2 separate regions of the Mus musculus genome follow, and region 2 is linked to region 1. Evidence: chromatin contacts called from public HiChIP or PLAC-seq data. All regions are on one chromosome and are shown on one strand. The core of a region is the stretch at or near the end of the contact, and the rest is flanking DNA. Distances in the headings are between cores, read along the strand shown. Region 1 holds the start of Pi4k2b (phosphatidylinositol 4-kinase type 2 beta). Region 2 holds the start of Tbc1d19 (TBC1 domain family, member 19).

The links. HiChIP or PLAC-seq counts read pairs in DNA pulled down with a chosen protein or histone mark.
Region 2: a contact with region 1 is called in an HNF4G HiChIP or PLAC-seq map of pancreatic cancer cells. The contact joins the promoter of Tbc1d19 here to the promoter of Pi4k2b in region 1.

What each region holds. Positions count from the first base shown.
Region 1 is chr5:52,740,103-52,743,045 of GRCm38.p6, reverse strand. It overlaps Pi4k2b (phosphatidylinositol 4-kinase type 2 beta), which reads right to left and starts at 1,472. Exons shown (of 10, transcript NM_025951.3): 1 at 1,078-1,472. The coding sequence starts at 1,327.
Region 2 is chr5:53,808,173-53,811,115 of GRCm38.p6, reverse strand. Tbc1d19 (TBC1 domain family, member 19) reads right to left here and starts at 1,489. Exons shown (of 21, transcript NM_144517.4): 1 at 1,258-1,489. The coding sequence starts at 1,356.

The sequences.
Region 1 (2,943 bases), core at 223-2,722:
ATTCTACCTCAGATAGGGCCAAAGTGTCCACTGCAGCTGGCTGAACAGAGATTTGTGAAAGTGGAAAACTTCACATTCCTTTGCTCTATTCAGTGTTGCATGGCAAACTCATCCATCAGCTAACGTCGTGGTAAGGGCAGACCCCTATGTAGTTAATGTGTTTCAGAGACGACTTCCTTTAGGTCTCTTATTTAGAGGATTTGTGTTTGAATAAAAGTTGTTAGAACTCTTGACTTGCCCTGTTCAAATCATTTCAAGTCACATTAGCACACTGGTAGGTCAAATAAACTTAACTTCTAAGAAATGCAGTATTAATAACAACTACCTTCCCTGTGGCTTTTCCACAAGGAGTCATATGGAATGATGCTCGTGGAATAGTGCATATGATACTTCTTTGGATCCATCCTATCATCATCAAGTAGGAGAAAAAGGGAAAAAAAAAAAAAAAAAAAAAGCCAGTCTAGACTCCAGATGGATCTCATACAAATCTACTCCATTTCAGCCACACTCCACTCCACCGGTCCAAACTCACCACACAGACACCCAGGCCTGCAATAGCATGCCTTAATTTTTAGTTTAAACATTGTTAGTTAGCCTCTCTTTCAAAGGTCCACTTAAAATCAGCCCAGGAGATAATGAAAAGGTGTTTTTCTTTTTAAGCGCGCAAATATACTTTGCAGAGAGCTGGCGGCAGGAGTTCGCCCGCCTCCGCCCCCTCTGGCTAACGTCACAATAGCAACATTTAATAGAAAGTTTTGAAACTTGTCCCAGCGGCAAATGGTCATCCCTTCCTATTATCTCTCGGCTTATCATCCGCCCTGTAAACTCATGACTCCGACGAGAACTTTCTGGATCGTTGTGCGTTCTTAATTCAGAACTTAAGTCCAAACTTGAACAAACAACTTACGTCACAGTCCTGGATGAAGTTTCCCTCAGTGTTGGGTTCCCACTTGGACTGACTCTTTGGGGAAGCCTACAGAGTGAGATTTTAGTGGTCCCCGTTCTCCTGCCACAGAGGGAAAGGTGAGAGGAAACTGAGGCAGGGAAGGGCGGGTTGCGCGCGCGCATGGGTCGCACCTGAGCTCGTAGTGCGGGTCCGATCCAGCTCGGTGGACAAGCTCGCGGAGATCGACCCTTCCCCGGACACCGCCGGCGGCTCGTCGGTAGCGGGCTCGCGGAGGACATCCGCGCCCTCGTCCGCCTGCATTCTCACGGCGCTCCCGGGCGCGACCCTCCGCGGCTGGGCCCAGGCAACGCGAGGCAGCAGCGGCTCCCGCTCCTCGTCCTCGTCCTCCGAGGGGCGGGTGGGCTCGCAGGCCTCCGCCATGATGTCCCGGGGCGGCTCCGGCGCTCAGAGCCGCCGGGCTCCGGACTGGGACCCCAGCATCACGCCAAACCGCGGGGGACTGCTCCCACCGACGCCACCTCACCAGTCCACCAGCCCGCGCCGGCCACGCCCAGCCGCCGGCCACGCCCCGCCTCTCGAGCCCCGGGACGCCTTCCTTACGCCTGCGCAGAAGGACAGGGGGTGGGGCAAGCGAGGGTGGGGCGGGGCGGGGCGGGGTAGGGCATTGATGGCCACCTGTGTCTCAACTCCCAGAGCGTTGCCAGCCATTGCAGTGGATCCAGCAGAAAGCCAGGACCAGCGTCATTTCCGCGGGAGGTGCATCCCTTCCAACCTAAATAGTCCTCTCTTATTACTATATACATAATATACATTTATTTCACTAACTTTTCTCTAAAAGTTCATGAAGGCTGGGAGCTACTTCTATTACTATAGTCCATATGTTAAATATATAGTTTTGTAATCATAATCTGTGCATTATATGCATTTATTTGCTACTAAAATCGAGACGGGAGTGTATGTTTAGACATTCTTGATAGTGGTAATTTATAGATTTCTTTTGCTTTGACTGAAGTTAAACTAAGGTGTGTCAACACTTAGAAATCTTTCAAAGGCTGTATTTCGGCTGTGCTAATTTTTTTCCCTACTTCGCTGACTTTATTTTTTATTTTTATTTTGCTTCTTACTACTCATCTGTTTCACTTTTCTTTTCCTAGTTGTTTAGTAAAGATTAAAACATCGAGGAAGACCCGGGCGTGGTGGCGCACGCCTTTAATCCCAACACTCGGGAGGCAGAGACAGGCAGATTTCTGAGTTCCAGGCCAGCCTGGTCTACATAGTGAGTTCCAGGACAGCCAGAGCTACACAAAGAAACCCTGTCTCGAAAAAAACAAAAAACAAAAAAAAAAAAAAAAAAAAAAAATCGAGGAGGTTCCTACCTTTTAAACATAATGCCTTTAGAGCTGAGTTGCCTTCAGAGCTTTGCTTTAGCTGCGGTTCCACTGTTTTTGATGTAGTGTGCTTCACTTTTGACTCAGCTGATAATAGTTTATAATTACTTTTAGGATTTTCCTCTTTGATCTACTACTTTGAAATGTATTAATTTTCAAATTTAAGTACTGTGCTGGTTAGTTTTTGTCCACTTGATACAAAAGACTCTCTTGGGGAGAAGGACACTCCATTGAGGAACTGGCTCCATCAGAATAGTTTGTGAGCATATCTTTGGGGAATTTCTTGATTAATGTTTGATATGAAAGAACCCCATCCACTGTGAGTAATGCCATCCACCTACTATTTTGAAATTTTTATCTTGTTTGTTTCATCCTTCTTTATTGTTGTTGTTTTTTGGATGGGACAAATGTTCTATGTGCAGTTTTATGAAGAACATAGATTCTATAGTTCAGTGGCTTTTTGTTTCTTTGTTTGTTTTTGCTTTTTTTCTAAGATGGGATTTCTCTGAGTTGCCCTGGCCATCCTGGCTGGCCTTAAACTCAGATCTACCTGCTTCTGCCTCTCAAGCACTGAGATTAAAGGTGTGCGCCACCACCACATGGTGGTTGGATGGTTTTTATCTCCCAGTTGATTCTATTATTTAAGTA
Region 2 (2,943 bases), core at 240-2,739, 1.1 Mb before region 1:
TAGAAACTACGGCAGAGACCCTGGAGGATCTGCTTTCTGGCTTGCTCCCAGGCTCATCATTCAGTACCTTGATAATATAGCCTAGGCTTGCCTGCTTAGGGATGGTACCACCCACAGTGGGCTCAGCCATCCTGTTTCAGTTAGGAATCACGAAAATGCCCCGTGCATATGTCCACAGAGGCAGCTTAGGAGATCAATTTCTCAATTAAGGTTTCCTCTTCTCAGGTGTTTTAAGTCAACAAACAAGATTAATCATCACATACCACACTCAGTAAAGATACACTTAAACAAAACTTTCAACCTACTTAACTGACATTTCTAAATTATAAAAAAAAAAAAGATGTTTACTAAGTACACAAAGGATGTTCAACAAGAGAAAACAAATTACGAATCTTAAAAATAAAAAAATACTCCAACAAAATTTAAAGAATTAACATAATATAAATTTTATCCATCCTGGAGTTAAACTTGAAATCAACAAAAGGAAGAAACTGGAAAGATCTCCCCAAATTTGAAAACTAAACAATACATTTTCTGGACAATCCATGGGATAAAGATAAAGTCACAGAATATACATATTGGCATTATCCATAATCTCTAAACAACCTAAATATCCACCAGGTAAGTACTAACTAGAGAAACTAATGGGAACAGAAGTACTAAAATACCAAGTTTGGATGGATCTCAAAATCCTAACGGGGACAGAAGCATCCACAAAAGTTTTGGTACTGTAGGATTCCATTCACACTACATTCTCATACAGTAAAGCTCTACTGGTTATTCTGTCTACTCGCAGGGCCGAGTCTGTTTAAATGAATTCAATAAACGCTAGGTGGGCACATTAAAAAAAAAATCACTGTAGGGAGAGCAAAGTGCAACAAAGTGACACATTAGAATAAAGCACATGGGATCCCAATCCATCCACGAGAAAGTAAAAAAGAAGGAAGGCATGCTGCTCGTGAGTCCAACATCTAAAAAATAAAAAATAGGTCCCTTAAACGACTACAAGAATAAACGGGAGAAGCCTTGGCCATTCTCTGGCCTGAAGAAGGGCGTGATGAGCCCCACCCATCTTTAAAAAAATACAATTGCCTCACTCCTGGGTCTGAGCAAACAAGGTGCAAGGCTCAGGGAGGGGTTTAAAACAGCAGAAAGGGGTGGAGAGAGCAAAAAGCTCTGGCCTGGGTGAAGGCAGTGTAGCAGGCAGGTCATCCTGCGGCCTGCCGGTCTCCATAGCTTCCCATCAGCCCCGCTTACCCAGGCCTGCCGTTCCAGCTGAGCATACAAATTGGAGCCCTTGAGTTTCTGGACGATCTGGGCAATGATGAGGGACAGGTCCGACTCCTCCTGCAACATTTCCCCTGCCCTAACCCGCCAGCCGCGGGGACGGCCGCCGGCAAGGAAAGAATGCGCTGCAGGGTCCCACTCCTGGCCGCTGACACTTCTCCCGGACCTTTTTTCGGCGGGACTCCTCCAGCGGGCGTTGCCAGGCAACTGCTGGGCCGTGCGTCCGTCCCTCTCTGGTCCCCTCCGCATCTGAAAGACCTCGCACATGCGTTCCGAGGGCGGAAAGAGACCAGGGCCGGGAAGTAGATTTCATTGTTCCTACCCAGTCTGATCGAAAACACAGAACAAAAGCTTGTTCTTCCGCAGCCACAAAGTTTCAGATGTGCAAAAAAGAACCGAGAACGAGGTGGTGTGTGTGTGTGTGTGTGTGTGTGTGTGTGTGTGTGTGTGTGTGTGTTGAAATTTACTATATAGACTCTGTATTATAGAGATTCTTAACTCTTCCACCAGTCAATCTCTGCAGAACACGCCTGTGAACACAATTGCTGCTGGTTACACCCCAAAATTATGGGCTCTGATACTAGCTGTTGCACTTAAGCGATGTATTTAAATTGCAGAATTCAATTTACACCAATTGGCAGGATGTTTTGATAGTTGGCTGAGGTAAGAAGCAATTCATGAAGTTGCACGCTTGTTTCCTTTGCGACTGTTTCTATTCTCTAGGCTTTATACAGCAGTGGTTCTCAATCTTCCTAATGCAGCCACACTTTAATACAGTTCCTCATGTTGTGGTGAACCCTAATCATAATTTTTTTGCAGCTTCTTCATAACTGTAATGTTGCTATTGTTATGAAACACATATAAATATATGTGTTTTTCAATGGTCTTTTTTTAAAGGAAGTCTTTTTTAAGAGTTTATTTATTTAATGTATATGAGTACACTGTCATATGGTTATAGATGGTTTTGAGTCACCATGTGGTTGCTGGGAATTGAACTCAGGACCTCTGGAAGAGCAGTTAGTGCTCTTGACCACTGAGCCATCTCTCCAGCCCTTTTTCAATGGTCTTAAGCAAGTCCTGTGAAAGGGTGGTTCTTGGGAACTGCTGTTCTAGAATCTACAATCATATCCTGGTATTAGTCTCCTTTCACATACAAATTAACCAACAACAATTACTAATACTTTTTTTTTTAGTATTCTTAATTTTAAAATGACTAAGATCCTGACTGTCCTTGTCTTTAAGAAATCTACCATCTAGATTTCTATGCATTCATTCCATCTTTTAGACATGGTCCAACTTTCAGTTTATCGAGCATTTACATACAAGGAACTGTGTGAGCACAAATATTTAATAAAATACAGTTTGTGTCCTCAAGGAAATATATGAAACATAGTTATAATTAGAAGTAACTGATTTAACTAATTGAACGTTAATCCAAAGGCCAATAGTAGGTCAGCAAACGCCCTAAGGTGTAATTATACATTAGAATACACATTAGAATAATAGAATAATTAGAATACACATTAGAATAATATCACCAAAATACTTACGGATTAATTTTGGTTTTGTGTGTATACATATTTTTTAAGCACAGCAAGAGTAGAATTTCAGGAAAACAGGCTGAGAATGCTGAAAAGGCTAGTTTAGCCTAATTAC